Linked DNA regions of Sus scrofa: all the other regions are linked to region 1. A link is a contact called in public targeted proximity ligation data. All regions are on one chromosome and are shown on one strand. The core of a region is the stretch at or near the end of the contact, and the rest is flanking DNA. Distances in the headings are between cores, read along the strand shown.

Region 1 (7,324 bases), core at 2,602-5,101:
CTCTGGTTGGGAACCTCTGCATGCTGTGGGTGAGAAAGAAAGAAAAGAAGGAAAGAAAGAAAAGAAAGGGAGAGATAGAGAGAAAGAAAGGGATGAAGGAAGAAAAAGGGAAAGGAAGAAAGGAATAGTATTTGTCCTTTTGTGTATGGTTTGTCACTTAGCATAATGTCCTCAAAATTCATCTATGTCATAGCCTGTGTCATTATTTCCTTCTTTTTTAAGGCTAATATTCCAGGGTATGTACAGACCACTTCGTGTTTATCTAGTCATTCATCCATGGACACTTAGCTTATTTCCACTTTTGGGTCTTGTGACTAACACTGCCCAGAACATGGGTGTACAAATATGTTTGGGCCCCTGAAGACACTTCTTACTAGTACAGACCCAGAAGTAGAATTCTGGATCATATGGTAGTTCTATGTTTTATTTATTTATTTATTTACTTATTTATTGCTTTTTAGGGCCGCACATGCGGCATATGGAAGTTCCCAGGCTAGGGGATGAACTGTAGCTACAGCTACCAGCCTATGGGAGTTCCCGTCGTGGCTCAGTGGTTGACGAATCCGACTAGGAACCATGAGGTTTCGGGTTCAATCCCTGGGCTCGCTCAGTGGGTTAAGGATCCGGCGTTGCTGTGAGTTGTGTGTAGGTTGCAGACGCAGCTCGGATCCCGCATTGCTGTGGCTGTGGTGTTAGACTGGCGGCCACAGCTCCCATTGGACCCCTAGCCTGGGAACCTCCCACATGCTGCAGGTGCAGCCCTAGAAAAGACAAAAAGACAAAAAAGAAAAAGAAGAAAAGAGGGAAATTTACTCGAGCCAAACTGAAGATTATAACCTGGAAAGCAGATTCTCTGAAAGCTATGAGAGCTGTTCTGCCTGTTAGGAGTCATATACGTTTTTGAGACAAAAGGATCATACATCAAAATGACAAGCTGATATTTTACATAAAGGTCACCAAGGATACCGAGTCCAGGGAAGCACATACACAAAGTGACAAGCAAGTCACCATGACCCCCTACAGAGCTGGGAAAGGACGCTATTCTTTTAAGACTTTACACTGCTAGTGTCGTCATCAGAGAAAGAAAAAAACAAGATCTTTATGGCTAAGTAGGCCTCCACTTTTGAGGGGCTCTGGTTAATGTGTGATGCAGACGCACACGCCACCCATCAGGAAGGGAGCGGGCCCAAACACACGCAGAGAGAGGATTTTTGTGTTTAACTTTGCTTGTCCTGCCTGAAAATATAAACTTTACCTCAGCCCCACACTGGGCGCCTTGTAATAAACACCGTACTTTCCTTCCCCACAATCCGGTGTCAGTAGATTGGTTTATTGTGGACAATAAAGTAGACCCAAGTTTGGTCCAGTCACAAAAGAACCAGCCTCACAGACATACAAGCCAGTGGTCACCGGCGGGGAGAAGAAAGGGAGGTGCAGGAGGGGGTGGGGGGTTAAGAGGCACCGACTACTGTGCATAAAGCAGATAAGCTACAAGGATATACGTACCGCAAGCGGGATGGAGCCTTTATGTTGTAATAACTTCAAATGGAGTGCAATCTATTAAAATATTGAATCACTATGTTGTACACCTGCAACTAATATAATAGCGTAAATCAACTAAATCATTAGGAAAAAAAAGCTGATTATTTATACTTAATTCTCATGCACACAAAACTGCAGCTCTCTGTGGCCTTGGGTAAATTATCTAATCTCCTCAGAGTCTATAAAAGAGTCCATAAAATCCCCACCTCACAGGAGGTTGTGAGGCCTGAACAAGATAACCGGGTGGAGCCCTGCCAGGGCCGGGTGTCAGGGCTGCACTCAGCAAATATGGTTTCCTCCCGCCCCCACTCACCCCAGCCGCAGGTTTCCTGAGCTCACTGGTAAAGCTGCGCTATGCAAACCAGAACTGAGGTCCGAGGGCCTAGGAGAGGAACACATCGGGCAGAGAGCCCAAAATACAGGGGCTGGGAGCAGGAAACGGCTTTAGCCTCTGGTCACTGCCCGCTTCCAGCCATCGCCCCAGCATCATAATCAAGTCTGGCTGTGGGACCCCCACTTCCCAACAGCCTCCTTGGGATCTGACTTCTGTCGCCCTCCCCACCCCGCTGGAACCTGTCATAGATCTCATGGACACACTCAAGCTCTCCAACCAGGGTCTTTCTGAGTGTGGGGCCTCAGGCTGGGGTTGGCTAAAGAATCCAATAAAAGTTCATGCAATTACGTCACTCTGCTGGTCACCACGGCAACCAAGTGTTTGGACTCAGGGTGGATTATAGTGAGACAGACCGTGGGGGTGGTTACACACCTGTGACTCTCAACACAGCCTGTACACTTCGATCATATGGTATGTGACTCTATCTCAACAAAGCTGCCCAAAATGAACAAATAATAAACAATCTGACCTCATGGCCTCCTGATGTGATGTCACACAAAATAGACAGACTCTTGCCAAACTGTTTAACCTGAATCAAACCCAGCCATTCAACCTCATTTCCATCCTACAGGAAGTACAGGAAATAGAAAAAAAATCACACAAAGAGACATCAGGAGGAAACCGCCAGACAAACAGAAAATATGAAGTATTCAACGCCCTTTCAAAAAACAAAAATGGTGAGGGAAATGTCCTATATTTAAAGAGACCTAACATAACCTCCTGCAGTATGTAAAACTTAAGTGAACCCTGGTTTATGAAAAGCAACTATAAAAATAGTTGGGTCAGGAGTTCCCGCTGTGGCACAAAGGGATCAGCAGCGTCTTGGGAGCACAAGATGCAAGTTCCATTCCTGGCCTGGGACGGTGGGTTAAGGATTTCATGTAACTGCAGCTGCGGCTTAGGTCACTACTGTGGCTCGGATCTGATCTCTGGCCTGGGAACTCCACATGCTGAGGGGCAGCCGAAAACAAAAACAAAACAAAAAACAAAAAACTCCACACATTGGGACATTTGGGAAAATCTGAATATGAGCTGAACTTAGGTAGTTATTGTTAAATTCTTAGGTGTAATAAGGTGTTATGTTCAGGTAGCAAACTGTCCTTCCTCTTAGGAGATGCTTGCTGAAATATTTGGGGTCAAGTATCACGGAATCTTAGGTCGGTCACAGGTCGGTCTGTCCACATAACAGAAAGCTAAGAGCGGGCATCGGAGGCCAGCAGCGGCGGTCAGAGTTCACAGGGAAGGAAATGCAGCCGACGGTGGGCTTAGGATGAAGAAAGAAAAAGGGTGAAAAGCGCACTTTTCCGGAGACAAAACTGTCAGCGTGTAGGATGAAATGGCAGGGTCCGAGGCTGGAAGGAGGCCGCCCGGGGGACTGGGGGTCTTGCAGGACCGGGAAGGAGTGGACTCAGTGCGCACGCTCCAAAGCCAGGCTCCTCGGGAAGGGAACTAAGTAGAGGTGAGCAGCCAGGCGGACCCTCAGCAGACGTGGAGCGTGTCTCTGGCGAACACGCCGGCTCGGCTGGGGGCACAGAAGGCCGAGAGCAGATGAGGCCCAGAGCCCGCGCAGCTGCTTGAGGGCTAGCGCACCAACCCTCGCTCGGATCCAGCGTCGGAGCGCAGAGCTGTCCCTGCCTCAGGAGGCGGCAAAGCCAGCGAAGCCGAGCAAAATCGGGGGAAAAGAGCCAGGATAGAGAGAGACAGGGACTGCGGGAAAGGACTTCCTCTGACGGAAAAGAAAACTCAAGGGGAAGGGGTTAGAGTTTTACCGGCTGACGGCAAGAGCGGGGGTGGAATACGCGAGCAGGCTGAGCTGGAGTGCAGAAGACGCTGGCCTGGGGTTCGCAGCGCAGGCGGGGCAGGAGGAGCACGGGGAGGGGCCTGGGGGTGTCGGGGAGGAGCCGGAGAGGAGCTGGGGAGGAGCCAGAGGAGTGCGGGGAGGGGAGCGAGCAGGAGCCGGGGAGGAGCGCGCACCTGGGACGCTAGTCTGGGAGGAACCCGTGGAAGGACTGTCCCGGCCCGAGCCTTCCCCTCCGCGCCGCCCGCCGGGGGCAGGGCTGGAAGCCGGAAGCAGGCGACTTGGGACTCGGCCGAGGGGAAGCCCGGGGCACGCCCTCGCTGCGCCCCCAGCTCGGGCGGCAGCCCTCCGCGAAGGGCCGGGGCCATGCGGCCTCTGCGACACGGGCAGCGCCTGTCCCCGGGGTCTCCTCTGGGGCTGCTTCTCCTGCTCCTCTTCCTGTTCCTGCGCGCGCTGGGTCTGGGTCGCGCCGCCCCGAGGCTCTTGGACCACCCGGCACCCGTGTGCGCCCAGCAGGTGAGACTCGGCGCGTTACCCGAGAGCGGGGGCCGAGGATGCTGCCAGGTGGGGAGGGGTCGGCCCAGGGCTGAGGGCCGAGGGCGCGGGGCCGCCGAGTGGGCAGGAAGTCTGCTCGGGGTCTCCAGGGTCCGAGGCTTGGGCACAACAGCGGGCCGGCCTGGGGAGGGTTCCCAAGAGCGGCGGGAGTTGCGGTGTGGACCCGGGGGAGACGGGGTTTTCGGGGAAAGATCGCGCAGCGCGGGTTGCACAACAGGAGCCGGCGTCCCGGCGGGAGGGGTGGCAACTCCGCTGGGCCCCACACTTTGGGGAAGGACTAGGAGGCGCGGCCGGCCGGAGACGAGGCGGGCTGGTTAGAAGAGGGTGGGGAGGGGCCTGCGGAGGGCAAGGCGGGACTGGACCGGCTTCCGGCCGGGGTCATCGAGCCCTCCTCCACTGGAACTCGCGCCCCTAGGGATCCCGTGTTCGCAGCCCCGACGCTCCGGCCCCGGCGCTGCGGGAGGCACCCTCCGCGAAAAGTTGTCCGGGCAACTTGCTGATCCCTTTGGCCGAGCCCTGGGGGGAGGTAGGATGCCGCCCTTCCAGCCCCCACCACCTGGGTCTGGGGTCCTGCGGGTCTAAATCCGCCAGGCAGTTGCCCTGCTGTGCCCACAGGAATCGACACACCCACCGCCGGTAGTGGCCTTGGGGTGGAGGCGGCCCTTCAGAGAAAAGAACCCCCGTGCTGGGCACACAGCCTCTCCCGGCCATGCTGTCCTCTCCCCTGGCTCGTCTTGCTTTGCCTGCCCCCCCACTTCCACTGACCCTAAGAAATAACGCTCAGTTTCTGAGTCACAGGATGTGAAACACTAAAGCTGTATTTCTCATCTAATTTTGTGGAGGATTTACCACAAGAGGGTGGGGTAGAGGGCCAGTGACCATTTAGCAGAAACTTTTCTTAACATGGAAGATGTTGGGAAATGTCCTCGTGACTCCCATTCCTGGGCAGAGCAGGGACACACGCTCAGCAGGTCCTTCCCCGGGGGTGGATGTAGAAGTATCTCCTGTCCAGGACCCAGGTTCAGGTTTTGATGACCATTTACCAGGTGTCTGCAAAATACAAGGGACTGAAATGGCAAAGACACACTCCCTGAACCCTGATGACCAGGGCAGTGAATCACCCAGCAGTAGGCAACTGCAGCGCCAGCCAGCCTGTGGCCAGTGCTCTTTGTACAGCCAGTGCGAGTGCGACGTTCCATCTGGGAAAGAGACACTCCTTCCAGCCGAGTGGTCTTTGGGCAGAGAGGATATTTGCGCAGCCCTGAGGGATGGTGGAGGCTTCAAGGCAGAGATCTGGAGCTCTCCATGACATGGAAAGAGCTGAGCCAAGGCCTCAGAGGGGGTCAGGATGAGAAGCGGAGGGTGTGTGTGGCAGGAAAGTGAGAGAGAGATGCAGCTGGAAATGGAGGGCAGGGCTCCACTGAGCTGGACTGAAAGGGTGTGACCTCAGCTGCTCAGTGGAGCAGAGGTTCAGCCTCATTGGGGGAGGGGGGGCGGCGGCAGGGGGCACTAGAGAAGAATACTTGGCCAGATTTGTCTGTCTCCCTGGCTGTCCCTTCCTCCCACCTGCTTCCCGTACACCTGGCGCACAGACACTCCAGGGCCATGGGCCCCCTGTTCAGTGATTAGTGTCTTGGAAAAGAGATAGGCTTAGCCCTCCAGATGTCTCTGCTGCTGGTGTTTCTGTGGATGCAACACCACATAGTGGCGGAGGGAAAGCCACGCACTGGACCTCAGAGGACTTGGGTTTGCAATCCTGATTTCACTACCTACAGCCCAGTGCTGCAGGCACAGGCCTTGGGCACGGACAGATATCTGTGGAGTGGAAGGAAGGAGGAGAGGGTGAGTGGTGAAGCATGGCAGCTCTGCCCGAAGATCAGTGATCGGCAGAGACCACCACAGTTTGCCCCTGGCTGCTTGGATTCAGCACCTCAAAACCCAGGGGACCCTGAGTCTCCCCTCCACCCTGTCCTCACCAGGTTACAGGGAGACCACATAACACGCTGGATGTGCTAGGGGCTTGTGGGGCTGGGCGTGCCAGGCTTTGCGCCAGCCTCTGTGCCATGACATCGAGAGCTCTCAGCAAGCTGGCACCATTACCCTGTCTTGGAGAAGTTAGGTGACTGGCCAAAGTGGTTCAAAGCAGGGCTGTGTGTGGGACTTCCCAGCCCCCTTCTCTTTACCAGGTGCTTGGTGATGTCTGGGAAATGCAGGGAGTGGAAGTCAGTCTTTGAGCCCTTCTTTCACTCCTCATCACTGTGCATGGGGACTGTAGCGCCCCCTCACCCTTGTCATTGTCATCACCACGTGTCCCCATGGATTTCTTCAGGAGAGCTGACATAGAGCTCTTCTCAAGCTCATAAATAATATTCTGATCCTACTACTTTTGAAGTGGGCATTTGAAGTCAGGAAATCACAGGTGATTTGTGGGTGAGAATAAAACAAGATCTATTCTAGAATCCAAAAAAGACCCTGAATGCCTTTTTTACGTTCTTAACTTTACATCTGCAGTTCCCTGGTGACTCAGCTGGTTAAGGATCCAGAGTTGTCACTGCTATGCCGAGGGTTCGATCCCTGGCCCAGGAACTTCTGCATGCCACAGGTGCAGCCAAAAAAAAAAAAAAAAAAAAGGAGTTCCCGTCGTGGCACAGTGGTTAACAAATCCGACTAGGAACCATGAGGTTGCGGGTTCGGTCCCTGCCCTTGCTCAGTGGGTTAATGATCTGGCGTTGCCGTGAGCTGTGGGGTAGGTCGCAGACGTGGCTCAGATCCTGCATTGCTGTGGCTTTGGTGTAGGCTGGCAGCTACAGCTCTGATTAGACCCCTAGCCTGGGAACCTCCATATGGTGCGGGAGCGGCCCAAGAAATGGCAAAAAAAGACAAAAAAAAAAAAAAAAAAAAAAAAAAAACCCTTACATTAATGTATCTCATCTAGAAATTAAATACAAGGGAAAAATCTGCTATTCCTTCCCCTAAACAAATTAATATTTTCATTTGTCTATCTCGCTTTTTAATCTTTTCCTTTAGAGTAACAT
Region 2 (7,324 bases), core at 2,372-4,871, 720 kb after region 1:
GCTTGCATTTTACTAATGCAATAGCCAGTTAGGATAGAGTGGAGGAGGAAACCTCTATTTACAATAGCAACAAAAAGAGAAATTCTTAGAAATGACAACAAACTATTTAGAAGGTTTTCTGAGAAAAACTTAAAACTCAAAGACGCAAAAGTGGACTTGAGAAAAGGCAAACTCATTCCTTATTATTGGATCATATTTCTCGACAAAACGGACATCTGACTCTCCCTAACTGCTAAATGTAAGGCAACCCAATAAAAATGCGCATTAAAACCAAATCCTTTATTGTGAAATCATTATAGCTTCTAAGGAGTTGCAAAATTAGTTCGGAGAGACTGAGTGTACCCCTAACCCAGTTTCCTCTACTGACAGCAGTTTATGTACCCTCACAACCAGGAACATGATGTTGGCACCATGTGTGTGTATCTCCATGCCATTTCATAATGTGCAGATTTGTGTAATCACACACTAATCAAGACAAGAAACTGTTTCATCATGGAAAATATCCCTCTCCTCCTCTCCTAAGCACCCTTAACCACTGGCAACCACTAATCTCTTGTTCATCTCTATAATTTTGTCACTTTGAAAGTATAACGTAAATAGACTTATATAGTGTGTAGGTTCCCCTCTGCTCCTAGTTTCTCAAGAGTTTTAAATCATGAGTAGGAGCTGAGTTGTGTGAAATGCTTCTCCATTAGTTGATATGATCACATGATTTTCTTCTTTAGCCTTCTAATATGGTGGATTTTATTGATTTTTGAATATTGAACCAGCTTTGTGTTCTTGGAATAAAATCTTACTTGGTCAAGGTGTAGAATTCTTTGCTAACATATGTATTTAAATTTTTTTTTTGGTCTTTTTGCCTTTTCTAGGACCGCTCCCGTGGCATATGGAGGTTCCCAGGCCAGGGGTCTAATTGGAGCTGTAGCCACTGGCCTACGCCAGAGCCACAGCAACTCGGGATCCGAGCCGCGTCTGCGACCTACCCCACAGCTCACAGCAATGCCAGATCCTTAACCCACTGAGTGGGGCCAGCGATTGAACCTAAATCCTCATGGATACTAGTCAGATTCATTTCTGCTGAACCATGACAGCAACTCCGGGAATTTTCAAGTGAGGAGGTCAGGTATGGCTTCTTGCAATTAAATTTAAAAAAAAAAGGAAAAAGAGAAAGAAATCCAGTTGATGAGGGTTTCAGTGAAACTAAACTAAAAATATCCCAAATAGGCAGGTATACTTTGCAAGTTTCAGAAAATGCTTCTCAGGGCCCAAACTGTTTTGAGACAGGTATTATGTAGTTTCAATTTAAACTTTCTCTTGCATGGTTTTGAGAACTCTTTCAGCCAATGCTTTCCAAGAGCACACTCTTGTTGGTCTTCAGAAGAAAACTACTCACTCATATAATTTTTTACATTAAAAATTTTTGAGGAGTTCTTAGGTTGGCACAATGGGATCAGCAGTGTCTCTGGAGTGCCAGGACACAGTTTTGATCCCCACATGGCACAGTGGGTTAAGGATCTGGTGTTGTAGCAGCTGTGGAGGGGTAGGTTGCAACTATGGTTCAGATCTGATCCCTGGGCTGGTAGCTCCATATGCCACAGGGTGTCCCTACTAAGGGGCAAACGATCTTGCCCAGGCCTCATAACAATTTTTACGGATCCTTGAATTATGTAGCCCAGCCTCCAGCCTCCAGCCTGACCCTGGTCCAGTCTACCCTGGGCAGCAATGCCAATTCCTTTGCTCAACTGCCTTACCAAGGTTCAAATAGAATGAACTAATTGACTACAAGTAGCATTAGTTAAGAATCACTGAAGGCAAATACAGCTGTTTTCTGGAATTCTACTGACTTGAAGTGTTTAGCAAATTATACTGAATTTACAACACCCTCTCCTCACGCCCTCACCAGGGGCAGAGGTTCTGTTTACCGACCTGTGATGTCGGTTGTACCGATTGCTCTGCTCTCCGCCGTGTATCTGAGAAAGCACTGTGTTCCATGCACTCAAGCCCAGGCCAGAGAGGAAGTGTGGGCAGTGCACTCTCTTGCTCTCTATGCAGGAAAGAAGGGAAGGGAAGACTTAGCTTGCGTGAAGAGTAAATATCAACCTTCCTGAACACTGACGGGTATGTGCTGCACGGATACTCGTGTTTGTGTTCATGTCCCTAACACACACCCATGTGTGTTATGACGCATGTATCTTCACGCCAGGCCAGGGTGAACAGATCACCTCATTGCAGACCCATTGCAGCCTCAGAGAGGCCCTGGCAGCTTTGGGGTTGTTTGGAGCCTTTCACCCTCACATTTGGCCAGCCAATGGCTTTCCAAAAGGCTGAGCACTTGAGGCAATTCCATTCTGTTCCCCTACAATTCTACCACTGCCCAGCAGGGAACTTTCTGCCCCTACCCACATGGGTCTACATATGTGAGACGCCCCTCCCACATGAGGCTACACGTGTCAAGTGCATTCTAAAGAGGTAACGAGCGTTTCATGCGTGCAAGTGTCCATCTGTCCTTTAACCTTATCTACACCCCCACCTGGTGAGCCCCTAGTTTCACGATCTGCTTGAAGGGGTGAAATTAAAGTCACACTGGTGGCAGTGGGACTTCAGATCAAAGATTAAGACTCCTCTGGAGGAAGTTTCCGTCGTGGCTCAGTGGTTAACCAATCCGACTAGGAACCATGAGGTTGCGGGTTGGATCCCTGGCCTTGCTCAGTGGGTTAAGGATCCCGCATTGCCGTGAGCTGTAGTGTAGGTCGCAGGCAAGGCTCGGATCCCGCGTTGCTGTGGCTCTGGTGAAGGCTGGCGGCTGCAGCTCCAATTGGACCCCTAGTCTGGGAACCTCCATATGCCGCAGGAGCGGCTCTAGAAAAGGCAAAAAGACAAAAGACAAAAAAAACCAAAACCAAAAACTACTCCTCTGGAATCCTGGCTCCAACACTTCCAGGTCACTTAACCTCTTTGAAATGTAATATAAGTGAGATAAAAATAAGGCCTATGTCAAGGGCTGTCATATAGATTGAATTAGGTTTAGAGCTTAGTAGCGAGCCAGGCCTATATCAGGAATCCAGTGTATGTTGTTCTAACCAGGAAGAGCTACTTCAGTTTCTTTTCCCCATCTGTACTGCTTCACGCGCGAGTCCTCCCCTCCGAGCAGAACGATAGGATAACGGATATGTACCCATGGGCCTTACGTCATCGAATCTACAAGCCATCGATTTTGACACCCAATTAAAGAAATACTACAGAGTCAAAAAACAAACAAAAATGCTGCCACGTGTAATACAAAACACCAGCTGTAAGGCGCCTCCTAATATCTACGGGGATCTTAAAATGTCAAAAGCAGCGCGTATTCTAGGGACCGCCAGCAAACTGCTAGTGCTGGAAGCAGCGCACGCATTTAAAAGCGAAACCGGCAGCGGCCGCACGGGATCCGCGCGCTTAGGGCGGGAACCGAAGCACCTGCTGCGCCGCCTCCGCTGAGTTTCGCTTTCGGTTTGGCGGGAAACGAAAGCTGGGCGGTAGGGGAGGGCGAGGCGGGGCAGGGGCGGGGACAGAGGCGGGGCGTAGGCGGGGACAGAGGTGCTGGCGCCAGGCGCTCTGCGGGCAGGGCCAGAGGCGCGGGGACCGAGGCGAGGACGGAGGCATACGGCGCGCAGGAGCATAGGCGTGGGGCCCGAGGTGAGGACAGAGGCGCTGGAGCCGAGGTGGGGACACAGGCGCGGGGACAGAGACTTGGGTTTAGAAGCGGCTCCGCGTTCCGCGCTCCCCTCCCGCTGCGCCCGCTTCGCCTGCGCCGCCACCGCTTTGAGGACCCGACGCCGCGGTTGCTAAGTTTCCCCCGAACCCACCTTAGCAGCCCCGGTCTAAGGCTTTGAGGCGCTTGAGGCAAGTTTGGTGCTAATTTTGGAAGTTTTCTTTCCAGGGAAGATAGAACGGAGCTCTGCTCAGATGCCACCTGGATAATTAATTAAGCCATTTGTTTGGGCTCTGCAGATTTTAATAATGGTCTGTATTCATTACATGCCTATATTGGATCAGTGAATTTTTCCTACGATGATGTATTTATTTGGGCGTTTTGCACGACGTTGCTTTTAATTTAAAAAGAAATTGCAAACGTGTTGGAAGCTTTTTTAAGGAAAAAATCCAAAAAATGCAGACAAATATGTGAGGTAGAAAAAAGTTTCTTTTAATCGCCAACTCAGTGTCGTTTTTGTATGTACCTTACCAGAAATTTTCATAGGCATAAGTTTTAAAAATCGTTTTGTAATTTGCATTTTTCTCCACCTAACGGTAGATGGCCATAAAATACCGTGATATTTTCAAGATGTTTAGTATGTCAACGTCATTTAAAAAAGTAGACATGATGTGACAACCACTTCTCACAAGGTATATAGATACATAGATATGTCAACGTCATTTTAAAAATTGGTACATGATGTGAGAACCACATCATTTAAACAATTCATGGACATTTAGGTTTTTTCCAGTGTTTACTGGTATGGATGATGCAACAGTGAGTACCATTTATAGTCACAATTGTGTTGATATACAAGTGTATTTGTGGAGAATTCTTAGAAGTGGAATGGCTGGATTGGTGGGCATACAAATTGAGAAATTTGAAAAGATTTTGTTAAATCGTGGAAGTCAGAGTACTTTAGGCTTAATCCCCTTCCTACCACCTCCCCTTATTTTTCCTGGAAGAAAGCTAAATTTAGTCCTTTAAAACTAAAACTCCATTCCTTTTTTTTTTTTTTTTTTGGCTTTTCTGTACCCGCGGCATATGGAGGTTCCCAGGCTAGGGGTCCAATAGGAGCTGTAGCTGCCGGTCTACACCATAGCCACAGCCACAGCCACTCGGGATCCGAGCCGCCTCTGTGACCTACAACCACAGCTCACGGCAACGCCAGATCCTTAACCCACTGAGTGAGGCCAGGGATCAAACCCTCATCCTCATGATTCCTAGTCGGATTTGTTAACCACTGAGCCAGGACGGGAACTCCCTAAAACTCCATTCTATGACCCCTGAAAATCTGGGTTCCAAGTGTTTTGAAGACTAAAGCAGAGCCTTTAACTTCATACTTGACAGTGTTGACGTAGTTAAACTTTAAAGTTGTTTTGGGCAAATTTTTTTTTTTTTTTTTTTGTCTTTTTGCTATTTCTTGGGCTGCTCCCACAGCATATGGAGGTTCCCAGGCTAGGGGTCGAATCGGAGCTGTAGCCACCGGCCTACGCCAGAGCCACAGCAATGTGGGATCCGAGCCGCGTCTGCAACCTACACCACAGCTCATGCCAATGCCGGTTCCTTAACCCACTGAGCAAGGCCAGGGACCGAACCTGCATCCTCATGGTTCCTAGTTGGATTCGTTAACCACTGTGCCACGATGGGAACTCCTGGGCAAATATTTAAAACATTTCTTTTTGGTGTTACATTGTGAGAGAGAGGCAGAGGGTTCGATGCCTAGGTGGTCTGGGAACCAGATGGCTCGTAGACTAACACAGGGGTAAAACTCCATCTTGATTTTTGGGTCACTATCAAAGAACCGAAAAAAAGGTTTTCTGTTTGTTTTTTCACTTTTAAAAATGTGTTGCACAGTTTGGGCGCTGTTACACAATGATGGGCTTGCAAAGGGGAAAAAGTTGGACATAGACACAGCCTGGGAGAAGGTCGGCTCTAATGTCTTCCAAGTGTACTCTTTCTTCTGGAAAGAATAGCTCGAGATCCCCTCTTCTTTGGGTTTCAACCGGTGTGGAATAGTCTGTGTGCCCAGCACACTGCCATTACCCAGGAGACATGCGACATGAAGAATGAGGTGTGAATCTATTGTCTTGGAGGGTTGGGTTTGGAAGACTGAGGCTTGTATCACATTCCAGGGGAGTTAACTTTGTTCCTCTTGGGGTCTTTAAGGACAGAGTGAGTTTTCCTTGCAGAGCATTTAGTGGTGAGGAAAGAGCCCAGTGGGAGACTGGGGCCAGCCCAGGTTTCCTGCATCATATTTTGAACTGTTTCTCCCAAGCCCCTGGTGTTTCTGTGGCCTTGATTATGGCAGGTCTAAGCCAGCTGTTTTCTATCAGTCACATTTCCCACTTACTTTAAGGGTAAAATTTTGGGGCAGGGTGGGAGCTAAGTTAGTTTAGTTCTTTGGAACTAATACTAAAAAAACAAAAACGGTAGACTTTATTTTTCCGAGCCATTTTGGGTTCACCGCAAAATTGAGTACAGGACCGAGGACAAGATGGCGGAGGAGTAGGGGGACACGCTCGCCCTCTCCCACAAACACAACAAAAAAAGCACATCTACAGAAGAAATGACTCGCACAGAACAACAACCAATCGCTGGCAGAGGAACCTAAACTCCAATAACGGCAAGAAGTTCGTGACATTATTGGGCAGAACGGGAGAAAAGAGGAGAGTGAGAGAAGGTGAATCCGAGCGGGACGGGCGCTCCCGAAAGGGAACTGCGGAGGAGAAAGGGATCCCGCACCCTGGAAAGTCTCCTACCGGGGGAAAGATCAAACGAACCGGAGGAATCTCCAGATGCAGAGAAGAGTGTAGCAGTAAGTCGGAGTACGGAAAAACGATCAAGAACCCAACGGACCATCTGAACTACGGGCACAGTCACCAAAATTGAGACGCCTGGGTGGGGGCTGGGCACCGAATCCTCGGCTCCAGAGGTTAGTCCCCGGGAAAGGGCAGGGGGACGCCTGGGTGGGGGCTGGGCACCGAGACCTCAGCTCTGAAGGTTGGTCCCCGAGAGGGGGCCGGGGGACGCCTGGGTTGGGGCTGGGCACCGAGACCTCGCCTCCGAAGGTTAGTCCCCAAGAAAGGGCCGGGGGACGCCTGGTGGGGGGGGCTGGGCACCGAGACCTCGGCTCCAGAGATTAGTCCCCGGGCTAGGGGGGCGGGGAAGAGCGGAAACTGCTTGGGAGGTCTCTAAACCATTTGACGGGGCAGAGACTGCCTGGGAGACTAGAAAACAAAGCTGTCGCAGAGGAAGGGAGCAATACTCTAGGGGCGGGGAAGTGGAAAGCCGCCGCAGAGGGAACCTGGGAGAAGAGCCTGGTCTGCGCCCGTGCTGGGGAGGGGAGAGAAGAAGGGGTGGGTCCCCATAGAATACCCCCCACGCCACAGCAAGCTTACAGGCCCGCTAGCTAGCAGAAAGCTGTGCTTCCCAGTGCATTCCCTCCCCCCACCCCCGCCACCCCCTATGCTCTCGCTGAACCTGGGACTGCCTGCCATCCAGGAGGGCTGGCCTCAACAATTGCCTGAAGCCTACCACCGCAGGGGCTCTCCCTGCACAGGCCTGCTTGCCCTTTGGAGGGGCTACACT
Region 3 (7,324 bases), core at 3,450-5,949, 690 kb after region 1:
TTTTTTTTTTTGGTCTTTTTAGGGCTGCATCTGCTGGCCACAGCCACAGCAATGTGGGATCCAGTCTGCATCAGTGACCTAAACCACAGCTTATGGCAACGCTGTGCGAGGCCAGGGATCGAACCAAGTCCTTATGGATACTGGTCGGATTTGTTACCACTGAGCCATGATGGGAACTCCCATGTTTGGTGCTTTTTAAGGGGCTGGCATCTGAAGAAAGTAGTGGTCACCTGATTGGTAATAGAGCCTTGAGTGAGGGTGAGGGCTGGCCTCTGCTCAGTTGGCGCCAGCTCCTGAAGGAGATAAGTTTTTCTTAGTTCTCCAAGCTCAGTGTTCTCTGCACTTTGCTGGCCTGTCCCTGACCCCAGTCCTGAGTGCCCACTGCCTCCCACCCTCAATGTCTAGTTTTTCTGCTGAGTTCTCTTGGCCTAAAGGGTGGTGACCTAAAGGGCTTCCCCTAGGGGAAGTGAACTTAGCAGGGATCAAAGGCAGGGCCATGGAGATGATGCTCTGAAAGCTTCTGCTTCTGACATCAGTCTGTTGGTAGGAGGGGAACAGGGGAAGAATCAGAGCCATTAGGAAAATGCTTCCATCCCCAACTTATAACAAGGCCACGCAGACCCTCCTCAGTTGGTTTTGGAAGGGGACTCACCTGGGAAAAGGGCCAGCTGTGTGGTGAGGCTCCACATTTGTCCGAAATTCACCTTTTATTGGCGGTCTCGATTACGGCTGCCGGAACTGTGCAGCCCTCAGAGGGAAACCACTTCATCTGTGAGTCTTACCATAGATGCCCTCTTCCCTGTGGCGTCTGAGACACGTGTGTGTGTGTGTGTGTTCACATACGAGTGGTCTTAAGGCAGGAGATCACCAGAGTTAAATACATATGGCAAGTATGTAAATCTAGATCATCAGATTATGAAATGTAGTTTCCTCCTAGAATTCCAGGCTCCCCCCCAGCAGTGTGAGTGCCGGGGAAGTAACAGGTCTTTCTCCTCTGGGCTCCAGGCTCCCTCTGCAAGGTAACTCCATCTTCACACTTGTCCCTTGAGCAGCTGGATATCTGTCTCAGAGTCTAGCTGAGAGCTCCAGGACAGGCCCCTACCTGAGGTTCCATTTGTAGGTGATGGTTAAACATTGAGCTCAGCCTATGGAGCCTGACTTCCTGAGTGCAGCTCTATCTCTTTCAGTTCTAAGTTTCAGGTTCTTCATCTATACAATGGGGATAATAAAAAGGTTAATTTCAGAGGACTCTTGTGAGGAATAAAATAGATAAGCACTAAGAACATCATTTGGCGCACACTTACACATCATGAAGACTGACTTCTGGGGGTCGGGGTGATAGAAATGATCTTACCTCCTACTCAGATGGGTGGGCCTCAACTCTGTGGACATCACTATAATTATTGTATTTGAGAATATGACCCCACAGCACAAAATCCACGCAAGAAGAACTGACTCACACATGGTAACTGGAGTGTGGCGGGTGTGGCGTGGTCTCTTTAGTAGGCCTAAATCAATCATCAATAGGTTGGATTTTAAAAAAATCATTGCAAAAACTAATTTATTTCACTCTTTTTATAGGAACCAGACAAACTCTGGATCCCAGCTGGGTCCAAGTCACCTATTTTTGAGGCTGATTTATAAAAATCTCTACAGGGAGCAGGGAACTTCAAAGCTGTCAGAGCAGTGCTGCTCTTCCCTGTGAATAGCCTAGATTTCACTTCAGTGTTAGGGCTCTCTAGAGAAACAGAACCAACAGGAGATACGGAGATATATATGCACACAGACACACATACATGGAGGGGGCAGGTGGAGAATAAGACATTGGCTCATATGATTATGGAGGCTGACAAGTCCCAAGGTCTGCAGTCTGCAAGCTGGACTCAGGACAGCTGCTGTTGTGAGTTCCAGTAAAGGGCAGGAGAAGACCAGTGTCTTCACCTGATTGGATGTGGCCCACCCACCTTGGAGAGAACAGTCTGCTTTCCTCAGCCTCCTGATTCAGATGTTCATCTCATTCAGAAACACCTTCACAGGACACTCAGGACAATGTTTGACCAAATGTCTGGGAGTCCTGTAGCCCAGTCGAGTTGACACATAAGATTAACAATCATAGGAACTAAAAACACATGTCCTTTCTTTCTAATATCGATTCAGAGATAAAGGTGTAGGATGGAGGTTCAATCTAGGATGCCACAGATCAAATAATTGTAAGACAGAGACCTTAAAAATCAAAAAGAAGTAGATGTTCTTTACTGTAAAGACTCACAGGCTACTGTCTTAGTCTGCTTTGACTGCCATAAGAAAATAACACACACCAAGTGGCCTAAACAACAGAAACTTATGCCTTAAAGTTCTGGAGGCTGGAAGTCCCATTCAAGGTCCAGCAGGGTCAGTTTCCGGTGAGGCCTTTCATCCTGGCTTGCAGACAGCCACTCTCTCACAGTGGCTTCCCTCTGTGCACACACTCCTGGTGTCTTTTCCTTTTCTTTAAGGACACCAGCCAGTCCTGTTGGATTAGGGCCCCACTCTTATGAGTTAAATTAGGGCCCCTAATTTAACCTTAATTATCTTCCTTGAGGCTCCATCTCCAAATACAGTCGCACTGAGCATTAAAGCTTCAACATCTAAATTTGGGGGTGAGGAGCATAATTCAGCCTATGCCAGCTACCCTTCTTTTTATCTCACTGGAACCAAAAGATGCCATATTCAGCATTTATGGTGTAGTCATAGCTCCCTCAAGCCCTAAAACCCATAAAGAGGAAAGATAATGAGGTTCAAGGAATATAATGAATCTGCCGAATGCCATCATAATCACCAGAGTTGTCATTATCATTTTTATTCCAAGACATGAAGAACCTGTTCATAACATATCTGGTGGTTCACAGACCTCAAAAAATCAATTTACTCAGCAAAGTTTTGTCTTTTGGCTGGGCCCAAGGCATGTGAAATTCTGGGGCCGGGGATGGAACCCTTGCCACAGCAGCGACCCAAGCCACAGCAGTGACAATGCTGGATCCTTAACCTGCTGAACCACCAGGGAACTCCAACTCGGCAATGTTTATTGAGCATCACTGATGCACTTGACTAGCTATTTTTGAGGGAGAGGTGAATAAGATGAATAATAACCTCTGCCTGCAAGGTGATCTAGTTTCGTAGGTATATTTAAACACATGCCCACTTACATTTACCAAGAATCCAAAGTGGAAAGTGATATATGTAATGGAAGAAGTAATAGAATATGCTTCAGGAGTTCGGAAGAGAAATATATAGTTAATAATAGTCATCTTTTTTTTTTTTTTTTTAATGGCCACTCCTGTGGCATATGGAAATCCCAACCAGGGATTGAATTCTATGCTGCAGCTGTGGTAACACCAGATCCTTTAACCCACTGTGCCAGGCTGGAGCTTGAACCTGTACCTCCACAGTGACCTGAGCTGCTGCAGTTGGATTCTTAACCCACTGCACTACAGTGGGAAATCCAGTCATCATTCTTATTGCGCATTTACCATGTGATGGAAGTTAGCTTAATCACAATACTCAGTTTTTACGATCTTACATCATAAGACAGACAAAATTCACCTTACTTTACTAAGGACTGTATATATCCATGGGCAAAGCATTGTTTGGGACTCTAATGCAAAGATGATATCCTCTAGAAACTCATAGTATAGGTATGAAAATATACGAACGAGTACTCAGCAGAACAAACTGTTACATAATAAAATAAAGAAAAATTGTTCTCACTCTACTGGCCAGGGGTGGCCCCTGTCAGGAATGGGAAGGAAGGTGAATCTGCTGTTTGTGTTTTGATACGTGGAGAGTCACCACGCTTGGCCAGAGCGTCTCTGAGTGGTAGTACCTTGCGGAGAAGCCATGGATTTGCCTGGAGTGACATGGGGCTTGGTGGTTGGGGCCTGAGGAGAGTGGAAAACAAGACAGCATGGCCTTGCCTCTGGTGGGGAAGTTTGCAGTGAGACCAAGGGTGGCCCTGCTCACCCTTAACCTGGGAAGGGGAGAGGAAAGTAGAGGGAAGTTTAATAATGTGGCCAAAATCTGAAGTGTGGAGAGGGCCCCTTACCAGTGCCAGACCCATTGTCCCCATGGCTCCAGCGAGGAGGGCAAACTCCTGGCCCTTCAACATCACTTGTGGCCACAGGAGGAGGTCCTATTACTGAGCAAAGCAGCAGTGGGAACCCTGACGATCATTCTGCACATCCTGGGCTTAAAAGCAGGAGAGGGAGTGATGATAAAGATGAAAGAGAGTTGGAAACAGTGGTGGAGGGGTGACGAACACGGACAGGGAAGTAGAAATAGGAACAGAGGACCTTCGTTATCTCATTTAATTCCCCAGCAGCCAGGCGGCCTTGATGGAGGAGGAACAGGCCTCAGGGCAGCCGATTCCCCAAGCACAGGCTCAACAGCAGAGCCAGCCTGGGGCCCATTCTTCCCACCGGGAGCCCGGCGCTGCACTCTCCTGGGCTGGGGGTGACTGCAGCAAACCGAACCCCAACCAGGTGCCTTTTCTGCCTGGGCCAGTCCTTCCCCCGTGTGTTTGGCAGCAGGAAGAGGGTAAAAGTTTGGGAAGCGGAGAACATTTATTCTAACAGCATTGTGACATTTCTTTCCTAAGCAGCTGGGATTCCAAAGGTTACTCCTACAGAGTGTAGTGTAGGAACCAGGAGCCCAACAGCGCAGTTTCCACGTGCGGCGGCGCCCAGCACAACCCGAGCCGAGAGTGGGCGGGGAGGAGCAATTTTGACCTGCTGGGTCCCTCCCTCCGCGGGCACTGTGATGCTGCAGGGCAGCTGCTGTCCCAGCATGTCTGTCCCGGGCCCCCCTCCCGCCCGGTGTCACAACAGCGGAGGCGGCTGTATCTGGAGCAGTTGGGGTGCGCAGGCCCAGCCGGGAGCGAGCGGGCTAGGAGAGCGGCCGCGATGGTGAGCCTTCCCCGGGCCAGGGCGCGGAGCCGGGGGCTGGGGAGCGGAGCCGGGAACTCGGCGCGGGGTTGGGGTGCGCGGCGCCCAGCCCAGAGGCTGCGTCTATGTGGGAGCTGAAAGCCATCGCCTTGGATCTGCGGAACTCGGAGTCTCTGGGGGAGGGGGGATTAGTTCAGGGTCGAGGGGGCGGAGGACACCCGGTGCCAATGCCCTTTATCATAGAGTGAAAGTAGAGCCTGGGGCGAGTCGCCCCTCAAAGGGATCCAAGGGAGATTTGCGCACGCAAGTGAGGGGAAGGGGGACATGGTGGCCACCGCGCAGAAGAGGTGAGGTTCTGAGGGACCCGAGTGGGGAAGAAAGGGGTTGGTCCAGGGATTCCCAACGGGTGGGCTGGGCCGGGTGGCTGGGGGAGCGGGCGCAGTCAGGTCCCCAAACCCAACCAGCCGTGATGGAGACCCGAATGAGTCAGGGGACTTAAGGAGTCATAGCCCCCCCCGCCGCAGGCCCAGGGGCCGCGTTCTCCTTTCCCTTCCCGGTTCATCTGGCTCGAGTTTGGGGCACTTAGGGCTAGAGCCCGCTCAGCTTCCCAGCTCCAACGCCCTGGTTTTTCCACCGGCTCTGGCACACACAAGCCTCCCTCCTGAAGGCCAGGGGGTTTCAGACCTCTTGTTTTGTTTCCTACCCTGGCCTAGAAACTCCTCCCCCATCCCCTTGGCCAACACGGATCTTACTGCTGGAGGCAACCTCTCCCCACTCTAAAGTTTCACCCTCTGGAAGTCCTTCCTTCACCCCCTGTGTCCCAGGTGGGTAAAATTTGCCTCCAAACCATTTCCCGGAAAGCCTGGAAACCCAGAAATCTCCCGCTCCAGAGTCCTGGTGTCTGGGAAGCAGAGAGAGGGTTGGAAAGGTTGGGTGGGGGAAGGGAGTGGAGTGAGCTTGTCTCACAGGCCAAGGTCAGGCTCTCTGGGCTCTCCTGCTCCAGTGTCAGTGACCAGCAGGGCAAATGAGAACCTCCCTTCCCTGTGCCTCTGCTCATTCTGGAAAGTGCCCAGGGCCCCTGGCTCTGGCCCCAGCTCTGCTGATTCCAGCTCCAGGTCTGTCCCACACCTTCCCTCCCCAGAGCAGGCTCCTGGGGTACTGGGGGTAGTGGCCAGAGAAACCCATTCCTGCCTTAGAAGGAGCCCAGAATTGGGAGTTCAGAATTTTGGCTCCTGGCTCTGAAGTGTGCCTTCAAGAAAGTTACTTAACCTCTCTGGAGTGGTTTTTTTCCCTACCAAATTGAGAGGGCTTGTACTTCTAATTTCCAAGCTCTACCTAGCTTTATTATTTTAGCCTTTTTACTTTTCTTTTTTCTTCTCTTTTTTTTCAGGGTGCACCTGCAGCATATGGAAGTTCAGGCCAGGGGTCAAGTTGGAGCTGCAGCTGCCCGCCTACACCTACGCCACAGCAATGCCAGATCCAAGCCAAATCTGCCACCTACACCGCAGCTTGCAGCAATGCCTGATCTTTAACCCACTGAGCGAGGCCAGGGATTGAACCAGCATCCTCATGGATACGTGTCAGGTTCTTAACCCACTGAGCCACAACGGGAACTCCTATTTTAGCCTTTTTATGACAGAGAATTTCAAACATATACAAAAGAAGGGAAAATGTTATAATGAACCTTTGTGTATGCCTCATCCAGTTTCAACAATTATTTACTTATGATGAGTCTTGTTTCATTTACTCCCCTTTCCCTCTCTGCCTGTTATTTTGAAGCAAATCCCAAGCAGCATACTCAAGATTTGATATTTAATATTTATAGAATTGGGAATTCCTGTTGTGGCTCAGCTGGCTAAGGACCCAGCATTGTCTCTGTGAGGATGAGGGTTTGATCCCTGGCCTGGCTCAGTGGGTTAAGGATCCTGCACTGCTATGGGCGTAGGTAACAGATGCGTCTTGGATCTGGTGTTGCCATGCAGCTCTGATTTGAACCCCAGCCTGCGGCCTTCCATATGCTGCAGGCGCAGTGCTAAAAAGAAAAAAAAATTTATAATATCTAGTACACAGTTAGTGCTTTGTAATTTTCAAAGTGTTATCTCTTGCATGTTTTAATTCTGACCTGAGAGCCACAGTGACTCTCAGAGGGTAGCCTAAGATGTAATTAACCCTCTCAGCAAACTTCGATGTACATTCAATAGGCAGGTTTCTGAAAATACGTAGTAAATTAAAAAGTAAAGTAGGAGTTCCCTTTGTGGCGCAGCGGTTAAGGAATCTGACTAGGAACCATGAGGTTGCGGGTTCGGTCCCTGCCCTTGCTCAGTGGGTTAACGATCCGGCGTTGCCATGAGCTGTGGTGTAGTTCGCGGGCAAGGCTGGGATCCCGTGTTGCTGTGGCGCTGGTG
Region 4 (7,324 bases), core at 1,881-4,380, 670 kb after region 1:
GTGACAGCAGGATTCCTGTCCCAGGGCTGTTGGTGATTAAGATGAGTTCGATGTAAGGCACTTGGAATAGCACGTGGGGCACGGTAAATTCAGGACCACACAGATTGCACCATCGTTACTATAAAGTGACAGAGGACAACTATGATTTTGATGATGGTTACTTCTGAGACACAGAAGCAAAGTAAGAGTCCTGCTGTGTCTATATGGAGAGGAGGAAACAGAAAGCATTGAGTTCTGCCCTGAACTCCAAGTTCAGGCTTTAAAAAAGAGCCATAAAAATGCCATCTAACTGACGCAGACCTGGAGTGAGGAAGGCACACCCCTTGACCGTCATGGGAAAACATCATCTCCACCCTGCCAATACTTATCTCTTTGGCTTGCTTCTGGCCAAAGTTCCCCACCAGGCATGATCCTACTGTACCCAGAGCTTGACCACTGATTCCCTGTACCACAGGGCTCTGGCTGGATGAGACGTGTCGAGAGGGGCAGCTCTGGATGTTGTCTGTCAAAGTGAAATGTAGAGCCAGCTTGGAAAGGGCAGACAGGCTGGGCTGACTCTACAAGTGGGCGTCTGACCTTTGCAAAGAAGAGTCAAGAGTCAAGACTCTGGGTCAAAGAGGAAGATTACAGAACTTCGAGGTGGAATTAGACTTTCTTCTCCTTACTCACCCCAGCATATCATCACCCTCATTCCTCTGAACTATTGCAGTGATATAAAGCACTCTAGTGGCTGTCACATGATCTCTTTTGAGCCTCACAATACCCCATGTGGCAGGTGTTGGTATTCATGTCTTCAGATGAGAAAACAGACTCAGAGGACTAAGCCGACCTTCCAGAGGTCCCTAAGATTCCAAGCGGCATAGCCTATCTCCCATTCCAGAGCTCCTTCTGCTACAGAAACACCAACTTACCACATGTTCAAAGTAGGTGAGCAAATCCACAACCTCAGGACCCTGCTCAGGCAAGACACACTGTACCTGGCAAACAGAAAGAACAGCAAGTCCCACAGCTTGGGCTAGGGAATGGCTATTGCGTGGGTTTCGTGTCTCATTTACTCCACTAATTTTCCCAAAATGAAAGGATTCCAACAATACAAATCTTGACACAGGTCAGGGCTTTCAGATTGGAAAGAACTGCCTTGTTCCCACTTCTCTCTCTCTCTTTTTTTTTTTGTGGCTGCACCAGAGGCATATGAAAGTTCCCAAGCCAGGGATCGAATTCGAGCCAGAGCTGCAACCTGCACCACAGCTGTGACCTGCACCACAGCTGCAGCAATGCCAGATCCTTAACTCACGGCCCCGGGGCTGGCGATGGAACCCCAATCTCTGCAGCAGGAACTCCACCACCACTTATTTTATACCAGAGGGAGGGAAGGCTGTTTCATAGCTTGAGTCATGAGCCCTGAGACATTAAGACACTTGGTCACTGTCCCTCAGGTGGAATAAATTAGGACTGCTGTGTCTTAGCTTGAGATGGTCTGGCTTCATTAGATGGTCTGGCTCCATTATGTCAGCACTGTTACTCGGGAATCAGCTGGTGGGCATAAGAGTGCTAAGGGGTAGTGGTGACAGAGAGACCACTGCGTAGGCCCAGGTAGTCAGAGATTGGGCGAAACACAGAAATAGAAAAATCCTATTTTCATATTTTTTTTTTTTTTTTTTTTTTTTTGCAAACTCCCACTTCTTTAAATATCTTGACCTCATTCTAGGGATCACAGCACTGCACGTACTGGCAGGCTTGCTTCTTTTAAGGCTGTGCTGCCATCTCCTGGAAAATCCTGGGCAGAGCAAGAACCTTCTCTAGGATTAAGGAAGGGGCCTTTTTCTGGCAGCAAAAGCTTGGAAGTGGTGCTCCTGGAGGCAGAGGCCTGGTCCTGCCAGTCTCAACTGGCCCAGGCCTGGTCAGGTCTGTATTCTGACGCTACTACTGCTTTTCTGATTTTTCAGGGGAGACTTATAAGCCAATTCTGAGAAACAGTTTTTTGTTTGTTTACAGTCCAGTAATTATGCTATTACTAATGATCTTCATTATTGGCTGTCAAATCTGAGGCAGAACAGATAAAACATTTTGATAAATTCAGCCTTGAACTAATTCACTTTCCAGAGTGGAGTTTGCTCTGTGGGAAGAATATTGCCTGGAGAGAAAGGGGGACTTAGGGTGGACATCAAGTATGTGTTGGTCCCAAGGGCAGTGATTTCACCAATGGAGGCTAGTTCTGAGCATGAAAAGCACATTTTCTCTCTGCTCTACTTCAACCCTGGATTTACTGCTAGAAAACAAAGTTAAACGTAGTCACTGTTGTCACATCCAAGTTCTCTTTAAGCATTTATCACCATCTGACATACCACTGTATTTATTTTTAATTTTGCTCCCCTCTTTCACTATGATGGAAGCTCCACAAAGGAGGACATTTTTGTCTCCTTCGTTCATGTGGGATCCTCAGTGTTTAGAACAAGGCTGGCACTTAGTAGGTGTTAAATATCCACGGAAAAAGTGAAGTCCTGGCTTTATCACCTTATGCCATTATGGGGTCCACACTTCTCATCCCCAGAGTCTGATGGATTTTGTGCTTCTGCCTCAGCTTTCCAGGAGGACTTTTTGCAGAGGGTGGAAGGCCCTGGCTGGTGACCATGGAAGGGGATGCTGAGGCAGGCAGGTGCTGACCCTGTGCCTGGCCTGTCCGATTTAATCACAAGGGCAACGTTTTGGAGAGAGTGCAAATGGTAGGGAACTGGGAGGAACTGAAGCTCAGGGCTTAGCACAAACCTAGGAGGCTCTTCAAAGCCTGAGTGAAGCACAGAATATAATAATAAATGTAACTTCTGTATCTGTGTAAAATTACTTAATAATTACTATTAAAGCCAGGACGTATTGAATACTTACTCTGACTCAGTCCTTTACTGTAAACTGCATTACACACTGTACGGCTTTTTCACGGAATATCTATCTGGCATAAGACACGGAGGCTCAGTGTGGATCCCTGGACACAAGCGGACACAGCCCATCCGGCAGAGCGCGGTGGCCAAGCTCCTGCCCTTGGCTGGCTGTGTTTTTGCCACCTGCCAGTTGTGGGACCGGCAGCAAAACAAAAGAAGGAAGGACTGACGGGTGCTGGGCGGGGCCCGGGAGGAGGCGGTTCACAGACGCCCTCTCCTGCTCGCCGCCGGAGCCGTGTCCCTACAGAATCCAGGAGCTAGAGAAGCCGGAGGCCAGAGCCTCGGCCCGCAACAAGTACCCACCTCACCTCCCACAGCCCGCGGCTTGGGTCGGCTGGCTTCCTCCGACTGTGACGGCTTCTGGGGCGCCGTATGCCGGGGCTTGTAGTCCGAAGCCCCCCATCTGCGCCCCGGAGCGGGGCCGCTCCAGGAGCAAGACTACAACTCCCAGAGTGTCCCGCGCCGCCGGGCGCCGCTCTGCGCGCGCAGCGAAGCTGTCGGCGCCCACGTTCCCGCGCCGCTGGCGGCGGCTCAGCCCCTGGAGAGGGTCGGGGCAGACTCCTTCCCGGGCTCGGGGGTTCCAGTCCTTGTCGTGAGGCTGCGTCTCCAGGGACGCAGTGCTCTGCATATCCGAGGGTGCCAGGCTGTCCCTCGCTGGAGCCGCAGACAAGCCCAGCCGCGCCAATCTTTCCTTTACGGGCTGCGGCCTCGGGCGGTTCGTGGGCCAGGCTGTGAGGACCCTCTCTTCTCCCAGGCCGCACCGGACACCCTGCAGCCCCCAGAGGGCGGTCGCCCGGCGCCCGCCTATGAGGAGTGACCCCGCGACCTCTGCAGCCCCCCTGAGGGGGCTTGGGGGCCCCCTGCGGAGCAGCGAGCCGGTGCGCTCCTCCCCGGCCCCATCGGCAGCCGCACTTCTGCTGGAGGAGGCGGCCGACTTGCTGGTGGTGCACCTGGACTTTGCCGCGGCGCTCCGCACCTGCGAACGCGCGTGGCAGGGCCTGGCGGAGGAGCCCGCGGGCGCGTACGTGCTGGGCTCGGCTCCCTTCGGGTGACGGTGGGAGGGGCACCAGTCCCCAGGACTCTTGCCCTCCGATTGTTGGCGGAAGTCTTACTCCTTGCTTTCCTCAGGGGTGCCTGACCTTGTGCCCATTTTCTGAGGAGAAAGGGGAGGCACTGCCCGTTGAGGAGGAAGCAGTTGAGTCGTGTCACAGGGCTTAGTGGGAACCCACAGCCAATTCTTTCTCCCTGTTCCAGGGCAGAATGACATGAAGGGAAGACAGGATTGTATTGTTCAGTTGCTCCAGTAAGCAGGTGGTGGGAGGCTTGTCGAAGGTACACCCTCCACTGAGTTGTCCCCTTCTCACTTTGGCTGATGAGTGGGGATGGGGTTCAGGGCAGGAGTAGTGTTCCAGTTCTATTGAAGGGTCGGATCAAAGAATTAGAAACCTTGGTCTTGCGCTGCTTTTTCTAATGCTGCCGTCCTCTCTGGTAGTTGAAGGCATAATTTCTCTGTGGATTGTAAGGTTGGCTTAGGCCACACTAGGGAGGGGGTGGGTAGAGTAGTCAAAGCTGACCCCAGGGAGTAATGAATTGGGGAGCCCTGGCTGTGTGTTCAGGGGGTTGGTGAATAAATGCTGAAGGCTTTGATTTGGGTGCTTGGAGGTGCCTCTGTAGGTGGTGCTAGGAGGCCAGTAGTGGAGTTCCTGTGCCTGTACTGAGGCTATAACCTTTCAAATTCTTAGCTCCACCTCTCTTCCCACCCAAATATCTATGCTGTTTCTTGTCCTCTTCACCTAAGAAGTAAAGGAACCCTCCTGCTCATTAATCCACATTTCAACTGCATACAGAGCTGTGTGTTGGGCAGCTGCTGATTTGCTTCTAGATTTAGAGAAACTTTTAGCTCCTGGGAAAAGGGCAGTTTTCTCTTGTTTGGGGGCAGAAGACCACTTGTAATTGTGAGGTCCACTAGAACACCGGTGGGAGGGTAGAGGTGACGACTGCTGAATTTGGGAGCTGGTGAAGAAGAGTCCCAAGGTGGAGGTGGCAATGGCAATGCAGGGAAACCGCTTCTAAACTTGAATTGGCTTTTCCCTGACAGCTCCTTGGAGGTGAAATGCTCTCTCTGTGTTGTGGGAATCCAGGCCCTGGCGGAGATGGATCGGTGGCGGGAAGTCCTGTCTTGGGTTCTTCAGTATTACCAGATTCCTGAGAAGCTGCCCCCCAAAGTCCTGGAGTTGTGGTAGGTCCTTAGGTCCTTACCGCTTACCCACTGGGTCAGTGCAGGAGCAAGAGGGTTTTCCTGTCCTTTCCCAAATCAGTCCTGATAGCTCCTTTTCCCCCTTCCCTACTATTTCCCTCCAAATCTAATTCTTTTCATGTTTCTTTTCTTACCCCTAGACTTGAAACCCTAACAATAAATGATGAGGACGGAGGAATTTAGGAGTGGGGGAGGGGGAAAGTAAAGAATAGGAGACGTGAAATGGGACGACAGGAGTGGGGGTGTCAGAGCTGAGAGTGTTTCTTGCTACCCCTAAGATGGCAAGCTCCTAAGTAAGAGCTCCTGATTCTTGCCATGTCACCATCCCACAGGGAGGGGCTGGGTGGGAGGAGTGTGGTGGTTATGAGAAATTAAACTGCGAAGCACTGACTCCTCTTTTTGGGGGCTTGGGTTACATGGGGCTGCAGTGTTCTTTTATACAGCAAAATGCAAGAGCCTGGAGCCATGCTGGATGCAGTCAGCACTTGGCTCCGAGACCCCGACAATCAGGGCCTTCCGGAGTACAGAACCTTAGCAGAACTTCACCTGCAGCGGGTGCTGTTTCCTTTGGGCTGCTTGTCGGAGGCTGAAGAGCTAGTGGTGGGTTCTGCAGCCTTCAGTGAGGAGCAGCGGCTGGAAGCACTTCAGGCCATTAGTGTGGCAAGGCAACAGCAGAAACACAGACACTCTGGCTCAGAGGAGGCCCAGAAGCTTAACCAGGAAGGTAGGATGTTATTCTTCTGTGGCTTCTGAATTGTGGGCTTTCTCTCGGACTTTGGGCGCAATTCTTTGTATGGGTAACTTTGTATGAGATCACAGAATGAGAAGCCTGTTAAGTTGCTTAGAAAGCCCAGCCCAGACCTTCTGAAGTTGTCAGGGAAGGTAAGTGGTACAGGTCTCAGATCCTTGACTTTTGTCTCCTGAAAGAAAGTCACCTTCTGCTTGAGGTCCTATCGTTAGATCTTTTGCCACCACCAAGGTAGGTGGCCCGGGTAGGATGTTACTCCTTTAAAAGGGGGCCCAGGAATTCCCGTTATGGCTTAGCAGTTAACAAACCTGACTAGCATCCATGAGGACTTGGTTTGATCCCTGGCCTCACTTAGCGGGTTAAGGATCCAGTGTTGCCATAGCTGTGGTATAGGCCGAAGCTGTGGCCCTGATCGGACACCTAGTCTAGGAACCTCCATATGCCGCCAGTGCTGGCCCTAAGAAAGCAAATAAGTAAATAAAAGGGGGCCCAAATAGAGACACTGATGAGGTATGGTTGGGGTGCCTACAGGAAAATAAACAGCTGACAGTGTGGTAACTTGCTAACTTGACTTAGGAGATTGAGTTTGGGCCCCCACCCAGCTTCCTGTCTGCCTTTACTCACCAGATCTCTCAGTGTCTTCTTCCATCATTGATCTCTGCCCTCATTCAGGGCCAGCCCACCTCTGCCCATTAGGATGCAGTTTTACAAATGATGGAAACCACCCCAAGACTCAACACTGTAGGAGTTCCTGTTGTGGCTCAGAGCATTAAGAACCCAACGTTGTCTCTGTGAGGATACAGGTTCTATCCCTGGCCTCCCTCAGTGCATTAAGGATTCAGCATTGCTGCAAGCTGCGGTGTAGGTCACAGATGTGGCTTGGATCCACTGTTGCCCTGGTTGTGGCATAGCCTGGCAGCTGCAGCTCTGATTCGACCCCTAACCCAGGAACTAACTTCTATATGCAGCAGTTGTGGCCATAAAAACAAACAAACAAAAGTAAATAAATAAAGACCCAACACCATGCACCCAGCTGGCACCTACAGGGCGGTGGGGTTGTTTTGTTACAAAGGGACTTCCAAGGTCCTCTATTCCAGACCCTTCCCCTGAATCCTTTTCATCTTATTTTCCTTGAGTGATCATCTGTCTATGTGTGTGTACTTCCAAGGACAGAAAATTCAGTGTCTCCTGAAGCAGTTCGTTCTACCCGTGGGCTGTTCTGTAGGGAAGTTCTTCCTGATGCTGAGTTAGTTTCTCTCCTGCGGTTTTTATGTACTGATCCTTGTTTTTTCTGCTGGTAATATGTAGAATAGGCCTAATCCCTTTTGCATGAAAGGCCTTCAGCCATTAGGAGACTGTGATCTTGTGTCCAAAGTGTTTTTG

Evidence for each region.
Region 2: a targeted proximity ligation map of alveolar macrophages shows a contact between it and region 1. A contact is called at or near these places in 1 of 47 Hi-C or Micro-C datasets (heart right ventricle) and 1 of 2 datasets of targeted methods (alveolar macrophages).
Region 3: a contact with region 1 is called in a targeted proximity ligation map of alveolar macrophages. A contact is called at or near these places in 1 of 5 promoter capture datasets (fetal liver) and 1 of 2 datasets of targeted methods (alveolar macrophages).
Region 4: a targeted proximity ligation map of alveolar macrophages shows a contact between it and region 1. A contact is called at or near these places in 3 of 5 promoter capture datasets (fetal liver, fetal skeletal muscle and liver), 1 of 47 Hi-C or Micro-C datasets (embryonic fibroblasts) and 2 of 2 datasets of targeted methods (alveolar macrophages and skeletal muscle).

The regions. Positions count from the first base shown.
Region 1 is chr5:69,457,429-69,464,752 of Sscrofa11.1, forward strand. It overlaps IL17RA (interleukin-17 receptor A), which reads left to right and starts at 3,852. Exons shown (of 15, transcript XM_021092984.1): 1 at 3,852-4,250. The coding sequence starts at 4,101.
Region 2 is chr5:70,179,700-70,187,023 of Sscrofa11.1, forward strand. USP18 (ubiquitin specific peptidase 18) reads left to right here and starts at 3,622. Exons shown (of 11, transcript NM_213826.1): 1 at 3,622-3,675.
Region 3 is chr5:70,149,552-70,156,875 of Sscrofa11.1, forward strand. TUBA8 (tubulin alpha-8 chain) reads left to right here and starts at 4,700. Exons shown (of 5, transcript XM_003126597.6): 1 at 4,700-4,940. The coding sequence starts at 4,938.
Region 4 is chr5:70,129,894-70,137,217 of Sscrofa11.1, forward strand. PEX26 (peroxisome assembly protein 26) reads left to right here and starts at 3,131. Exons shown (of 5, transcript XM_003126596.4): 1 at 3,131-3,957; 2 at 5,035-5,175; 3 at 5,622-5,917. The coding sequence starts at 3,743. MICAL3 (F-actin-methionine sulfoxide oxidase MICAL3) reads right to left here and starts at 3,076. Exons shown (of 40, transcript XM_021092508.1): 1 at 2,884-3,076.